2 separate regions of the Danio rerio genome follow, and region 1 is linked to region 2. Evidence: chromatin contacts called from public Micro-C data. All regions are on one chromosome and are shown on one strand. The core of a region is the stretch at or near the end of the contact, and the rest is flanking DNA. Distances in the headings are between cores, read along the strand shown. Region 1 overlaps LOC137496650 (a long non-coding RNA gene). Region 2 has its middle 12 kb from the start of mdfi.

The links. A called contact is a pair of places that touch in the nucleus more often than the background predicts.
Region 1: a Micro-C map of caudal fin shows a contact between it and region 2, with 11 times the contacts expected there. The contact joins two enhancer-like sites. A contact is called at or near these places in 4 of 18 Hi-C or Micro-C datasets (caudal fin, embryo, hematopoietic stem cells and 1 more).

What each region holds. Positions count from the first base shown.
Region 1 is chr11:24,383,673-24,387,860 of GRCz12tu, forward strand. The region is part of intron 1 of LOC137496650 (a long non-coding RNA gene); the gene reads right to left. Among named protein-coding and RNA genes, the nearest start is that of tfeb, 34 kb to the right of the region's middle. Within about 2 kb of position 2,354, at least 3 of the 62 cell types and tissues checked have an H3K27ac peak or open chromatin away from gene starts, as enhancers often do.
Region 2 is chr11:24,202,103-24,206,140 of GRCz12tu, forward strand. No RefSeq gene overlaps it. Among named protein-coding and RNA genes, the nearest start is that of mdfi, 12 kb to the right of the region's middle. Within about 2 kb of position 2,644, at least 6 of the 62 cell types and tissues checked have an H3K27ac peak or open chromatin away from gene starts, as enhancers often do.

The DNA.
Region 1 (4,188 bases), core at 1,104-3,603, 180 kb after region 2:
AACTACCTGAGAGGAAGCTGTCACCGAACATAATTGACCTTTCTGAGAGGAAAAAAGAGGGCCCATTTACTTCCCTGACACAATCCTCCATGTGTCGATTGTCCAACTTTATTATTCTCTTTTTGAGGCTCTTCTCTCAGGACACAGAGTTTGCTCTCGTCTCCCTCATTAAAATAGGCCTCGGCAGACAGACAGAGGTTACGATTGATCATTACGCCATAAAGAATACATAACCTTCAATTTTTGCTCCGAATCCGGACGCTCTGCGCTTTGTGTCACGGCGGAGAAAATGAGCTGTCAATTTCTCAAGACAAGATCATAAAAAGGGCCCTGATGAATGGTGCGGTAATGGATAAGTGTTGGATCAATAAGCAATATCACAAGTTTTAAAACAAGGCAGTATGCATAAACCTTTTACGAACTTCGCAATGTCACTTTGTGTTCATAAAAGTTTTTTTTACTGTCTTGTGAACAAAACGTAATAAATTGATCCCAGTCTGTCAGCTTTTACGGCCTCCAGCACCCCCTCCTCCTCCTTACTAATCTTGACACATGCCTATTAAAAAGATGGTGTGGTCTCCAGTGCCCATGCATCATCATGAGGCTAAATTACCTCAATCAGCAGATTTTTGCCCTCTGCTCTCTGGGATTATACTCTGGCAATACACACTGCTCTACTGAGGATGGCCAGAGTTCAAGAGAAGCCCTTGAAGCATCAGGATGTCACAGGAAAAACAAAGATGCTTTTTTTTAAAATATATAAATGAATATGTATAGATGAAACTGAAATGTATTACATACAGTTTAAATAAATTATTTCATGATAATTGAATTTTTAATAAATATTCAATGACAGTATATATATATATATATATATATATATATATATATATATATATATATATATATATATATATATATATATATATATATATATATATATATATATGTTTGTACAATAAACATAATTTAAGTAATTCAATAGACAAATTCATTCATCAACACATTAATTAGTGAGTGTGAAATATTTAAATTAATTAAATACAGCTTAAGTAAAAATAAATAAAATAAAACTGAATTTATACAGTACATACATTAAATTTAAATAAATACTGCATGTGTTATACAAATATTTAACACATTTAAGTGATAGTTCACGCAGAAATCAAAAACACCTTATCATTTGTTCTACTTCATGCTGTTTTATACCTTCATGGAATTATTTCATCTGTTGAACGCAAAAGAAGCAATTTTGAAAATTTCTGGTTGCTGTCAACGTTATGGAAGTTCATGTGTGCCAGCTACTGGCCTTTTTCTGCGTATATTCTTTTGTGTTCAAAGTAAAGGGTGAGTAAATTATGGCAAAAATTTCTTTTTTGGGTAGGTAAGCTGGTGTTGTGTGGTTTTAGCTTAACTTTCCAGTCTCGCAACCTGGCTAAACTGCCCGAACTGGTTCACATCTGATTTTACAAAAAAAGTGGTCAAAACTCCCTTAAAACCAGCTATAATAAGAACAGTAGACCACTCAAAACTGCCTATAATAGTGCTTTTTTTGTTGCAGGTAATATTCAGCATAATATCTTACACCTAATGTCAACACATTTACATGTTGTGTTATGACCCTACCCTTACAAAAATCTACAAATTTATTTGTAGATTCACTACAAATAAAAAGTGGTATTTAAACCATGACTACGTATTAACCACGTTAATCATGGCTAACCAGGGTATTTGTAATAAAACTGGGCGCACGATGACACTGGGTAGTGCTGTCACCTTACATCAAGAAGGTCTCTGGTTTGAGCCCTGGCTGGGTCAGTTGGGATTTCTGTTTGGAGTTGGCATGTTCACATGGGTTTCCTCCGGCTGCTCCGGATTTCTGCACAGTCCAAAGACATGCACTATAGGTGAATTGGGTAAACTAGATTGTCCATAGTGTATGTGTGTATGTCCTAGTCCTGCAAGTTGGGCGTTGGGCTAACAACCCACCTCTTAAAAATTTGCTGTTACGAACCACCAACTAGGTGCGGCTAAAAATCAACTTCGATATAAACGGCCCTTGGAGTAAGTAAGTAAGTAACACTTTTACAAAAAATAAAAAAAACTAAAACCATGGTTATTTCTCTCTAGAGAAGGCGAAATGAAAACTTGCCAAATGAAAGTTGAAGAAACTAATCTGATACATAATACAGCTCAGTACATTCCCTGCCATGAATGGACTCCCTTGTTTGTAAGAGCAATAAAGCAACCGCTTTGACTATTTTCCTTTTTTTGAGTGTTTACCTACACATTATCCTCCTCCAGCCCACTTCCGCATGCCACCCGAAAGCTCTTCCAGAGCCCCAAAGAGGCTTTTCTGCCAAAGCACCAGAGCAGGCAGGAAATTTACAGGCCACCTTCAGGGCAGACATGCTTCAGCGCTGCTAAAGCCTTGTGGCGTAACACAAGCCCTCCTTCACCGTAATTTATGTTTTCACGTTTGATTTTTCTCTTCCTCACACTAACAGGTTTTTTTTTTTTCTCGCCAGGAAACCACTAGGAAGTATGTGCTGGTCAGGCGTTTTCGCTTGTGTTTTGACGATGAGGAGCAAGGGGATGAAACTGAGTGGAGGGATGAATGAAGGAATAAAGGTGCATGTGTGTTGAGGGGGGTCGGAATCCTACAAGCGAGCCATAACATCTCCGCACTTCAAATCTACAGGGATTTATTAGATATGGAAGTCCATTAGCATCATAAAGAACAGGCAGAGAATGGCGCTGGGGCCTGAGGAAGCTTAAAGACACATGGACGTCTGAATCTGAATAAGCCGATTTGTCTGATTTAAACCCGGGAAGGGCTGTTTAACTCAGATATGCATCTTCAGCACTCAGAGTCTGAGGGAAGGTGAATAATAATGGGGCGGGAGAACCGAGACCACCAACAGCCCACACTCGCGCACCACCTTCTTCATGCCAATGTCCAATTTGATGCAGATGGCGGCTTGAGCGTGTGTGTGTGTGTGAATGTGCCTGTTAGTCCATGTGCACGGCAGGAGCAAATACCTTGGTTTTAAAGATACAATCTCTTATACCTTTTACCTCTGACAGATGACAAATAGAAAACACTTTCACTGTAGGATATTTAGAAAACTGCACGCTAGCTTCACATCACATCCAGGTCCAGATTTATTTCTAAATTGCTGCTCTTCGCCTTTTTCCCCTCTTTTTTTGCATTGTAGACCACACTCAATAGGCCACACTTATTTTCTCATCACTAGATTCCCATTGCTAAAGCCTTTAAGCTTACAGGATCAATCATATTTTATTCTTTCATTTTCTTTTCAGCTTAGTCCTTTATTAATCAGGGGTCGCCACAGTGGAATGAACTGCCAACTCATCCAGCACATGTTTTACACAGCGGATGCCCTTATAGCTGCAACCCACCCCTGAGAAACACTCAATATGAACAATTTAGCCTACCCATGTCATCTATAGCGCATGTCTTTGGACTTGTGGGGGAAACCGTAGCATCCGAAGGAAAACACGGGGAGAACATGCAAACTCCACACAGAAATGCCAACTGACCCAGCCATGGCTCGAACCAGTGACCTTCTTGCAGTGACCTACCCACTGCGTCGCATCAATCACATTTTATACATTTATTTCTACAACCTATAAAGGCCAAAGCAATCTTGTTAATTTTTATCTTTTTTAAGCATGCATTAATGCACACACAGTCTATCTAAGGACTCATTTATACAGAACCAGCCTGATCTTAAAAGAAAACGATTTTTGTTTTGAAAGTTTAGTGGCTAATTTGTACAAATTTAAATGAAGTCAGTTGTATAAAAATCTACGATTTTTAAAAGGAGGCGTGGCACCAATCCCCACCCCTAACCCAACTGTTATTGGGGGATGAGCAAATTTTATTAGTTTGTAGGAGTGAGATTGTACAAATTCATACAAATGAACAACTAAATCAAAAAGTTATTAATTGCCGTGTAATAGCTTTGCGTAGAACACATTTTTATATTTCATTGGGCTACTTTATTATTGTTTTTCAACATGCATTTTTAAGATGATGTGTCAAGTTTAAATTACTTTTGCATGCAACACCACCCATCAGTGTCAGTTTCAAAGCAGTGGACCAATCAGAAGAACACTGAGGTGGGACAAGTGTTGCGAGCTTCTGTTTACAGCCGTTCAGTG
Region 2 (4,038 bases), core at 1,394-3,893:
ATAAATTAAAGCACTGATTATAATAAAACTTAAGCTTGAAGATATATATATAAGTAGATTAGGTGCAGCATTTTAATGTGTACAAATGTCATAAACAAAAACAAAATAAAAAATAAATAAATACATATACTGTATATTAGCCCTCCTGTTTTTTTTTTTTCTTTTCCTTTTTAAATATTTGCCAAATTATGTTTAACAGAGCAAGAAAGTTTTCGCAATATTTCCTATAATACTTTTTTCTTCTGGATTTTTTTTTTTTTTTTTTTTTTACATTTTAAGGTCAATATTATTAGACCCACCAAGCATGCTTTTTTACAGATTGTCTGCAGAACAAGCCATCATTATGCAATAATTGGCCTAATTACCCTAACTTGCACAATTAACCTAAGTAACCTAGTTTTGCCTTTAAATTGCACTTTAAGCTAAATACTATTCATTCATTCATTCATTTTCTTTTCGGCTTAGTCCCTTTATTATTCCAGGGTCGCCACAGCGGAATGAACCGCCAACTTATCCAGCACGTTTTTACGCAGCGGATGCCCTTCATTCTCTGGGAAAAGCTAAATACTAGTACCTAGTAAAATATCATGTCATCATGGCAAAGATAAGGAAAAGAAATCAGTTATCAGTCATTAGAAATTGCAAATTTCTTGACAAAATCTTCTTTCTCAGAAAATAGGGGGGGGGGGGTATGTACAGAAGGGCTAATAATTCTGACTTGCTCCGTAGCATGTAAATGTGTAAATGCCACAAATTTACATTATGTCTGTTATGTTTACATTAATCACACAATATGGTTGAAAAATGGTCATTTTAGCAGATTTTTGGAATAATTTCCAACATTTCCTCTTCCAATGATTCATCAAACATGAACAAATGAAGTTTGGTATCACTTTTTTTTTTATGGTCCCTTTAACGCATTTTGTTGAAATTAAATTACATTGCATCTACATGCCAACTAATTCTGATTCGATTATAAGTAGAATGATTGGTTGGGGTTAGTGTAAGCTGACATATACTTGCAAAGTTTCTTTTCATTCATTCATTCATTTTCTTTTCAGCTTAGTCCCTTTGTTAATCAGGGGTCGCCACAGCAGAAACAACCGCCAACCTATCCAGCATATGTTTTATGCAGCAGATGCCCTTTACTGCAACACTGGGAAATACCCATACACTCCTGCCAATTTAGTTTTTTCAATTTACCTATGGCACATGTCTTTGGACTGTGGAGGAAACCGGAGTAACTGGAAGAAACTAACTGACCCTGCCAGGGCTCGAACCAGTGACCTTCTTGCTGTGAGGCGATCGTGCTACCCACTGCTCCACCTGCAAAGTTTCTTATAGTCAGCTAAATGTCTGTTGAAGGTGCTTTACCAGGAGAAATTAGGTAGATAGTTTACTAATACTCAAATGAGAACTAATTAACTTTCAGTCAACAAAATGTGCAAAAGGGACCATCAAAATAAAGTCTTACCTGAAGTTTAATCACCTAAAACAAAACATACAGCATTCATGTGACACTGAGCTACATTAACTAAAGCAGAAGAGTGAACCTGAAAGCACAGGTCTCAAATTCACTGAATGAATCTACAAAACACTTGGTGCACAATGGCTTGGTGCATTTGATGGTATTGATTTTGTGATGGGGTAAGATGGATGGGCAGGAGTAAAAGAAAAAAAGACATCAGCAGTTGTGTCTTTATATGCGCGCCATCTGTGGTACATTGAGTAATGGAGTACTGTTTGCCATTATCTCTATGCGTAATAACATCCAGCTAATCGCTCAGTTATATAATTTACTGCTCATATTTAATCCAAGCGCAAACTCTCCCTCACTTAGAGTTAGATTTAGACCAGGAGTGCCCAAACTTTTTCTTATGACAAGCCAAAAACCAAACTTGGTTGGCTGTAGGCCGAATACCAAACTGTATTAATTTCCTAAAATTAAAAAATAACTTCAAAACATTGCTTTAAATGACCTAATGCTAAAAAATCATAATGAACTTATTGCAGTAAAAACGTAAAGAATATCCTATTAACAACACAATGGAGTTTTATGCTGAATACACTAAGCTGCACCTGCCTTGATTTGCTCGCCGATGTCTTGTGCATTGCCTCTGTCTGTCGAATGACAGTATTTACATTTTTAAAAAGTCAGGTTCATTTACAAAACAAACATACAAAATGTTACATTCAATTTCGAAATGACGATCTCTGTCAACGATAATCGAATGGAATGGTGGGCCAAATCAAAGGTTGCCATGGGCCAACTTTGGCCCGCGGGCCCTAGTTTGGGCATATCTGGTTTAAACTTTTTGAATATTAAATAATTGCAATTCAATTTCTAATTCATTATTACACATATACATATATTAAAATTGATATTATTACAAAGTGAAAGTTATCTTTTATTACGTTTGAAATTACATTTGAAAACAAAAACTGCATTATTAGTAGCATTAAAAAAAAAGATTACCGCTGTAGCTGTCACTAGCGACTGGTGTCTCTTTATTGTCAGTCATTCACAGTTGGCTTTTATATTCATATGTTGAGTTGAAACCCGGCAGAAGTGTTACTGTCAGATGCTCTTGTTTGTTGTGTTACAGGCTCTGTCCACCAGGAGGGGTAAATAAACCAGCAAAAACTGAATGGGGTAGAGTGGAGGGAAAAAAAGAAAAGAGAAGAAAAGAAAAATAACAGCACAGGCCCAATCAGAGAGCCCTTTTAGTCTTCTGAGAAAATCTCTCACTGACATAAAGTACAGACAGGGTGGAGAGTGTTATTCCAACCCATTTAGACTCAGATCAGGTTCTCTCATTTTTTTTTCTGCCATCCTTTCTCTTCGTCTGAAATCTGCCCTGAAAGCTTATCTTTTAAACACACAAACCTCCGTTCCAAAGAGGTGTTGCTGTATCATTTGAGAAAAAAGTTGGGGAAAAAAACTAGAAAAGTTTGGGTTTTATTTTTTTAAAGTGTTTTGTGATTCTCTCTATGAGTTTGACAGACATTAAACTTATCCTTAAAATAAGTTGTCATTTGCTGAATTGCACAAAAGATAGTTTGTGTAACAATGAAAGATCTGCCATCATTTACTCATCATTACCAAGATTTTTTGAAAATGCGACAAACCTGTAACCATTGATTGCCATTGCCATAGTTTTTTTTTTGATGAACTATCTCTTAGGATTGTAATTCACCCCAAAATTAACATTTTGAGTACTTTATCTGTCATAATTTTCTCATTATCCACTTGTTTCAAAAAGTTAATTTATTTTGATAATAACAAAAGAAGATATTTTGAAGAATGTTTATACACAGTTTAAACAAAGATAGGTGACACAGTGGCGCAGTATAGTGCTGTTGCCTCACAGCAAGAAGGTCGCTGGTTCGAGCATCGGCTGGGTCAGTTGGCATTTCTGTGTGGAGTTTGCAATTTTCTCCTCGCATTTGCGTGCATTTCCTCCGGGTGCTCCGGTTTCTCCCACAAGTCTAAAGACATGTGGTACAGGTGAATTGGGTGAGCTAAATTGTCTGTAGTGTATGTGTGTGAATGAGTGTGTGGATATTTCCCAGTGAGTGGTTGTGGCTGGAAGGGCATCTGCTGCGTAAAAACATATGCTGGATAAGTTGGCAGTTCATTCCGCTGTGGCGAACCCAGATTAAAGTGACTGAACCAAAAAAAAAATGAACAAATGAATGAATAAACAAAGATATTTTGAAAAATGTTCATATACAGTTTTTTTGCCATTTCTCCTACAATGAATGTCAATGGGGTGGCACGGTGGTTCAGTGGTTAACAGCACTGTAACCTCACAGCAAGAAGATCACTGGTTCCAATTCCGGCTGGGTCAGTTGACATTTCTGTTTAGATTTTACATGTTCTCCCCATGTTCGTGTGGGTTTCCTCTGGGTGCTTCAGTTTCCCTCACAGTCCAAAGACATGCGTTATAGGAGAATATGGTAAAACAAAATTAACCGTAGCGGATGACTGCATGTGTGAGTGCGAGAGTGTATAGGTGTTTCCCAGTGTTAGGTTGC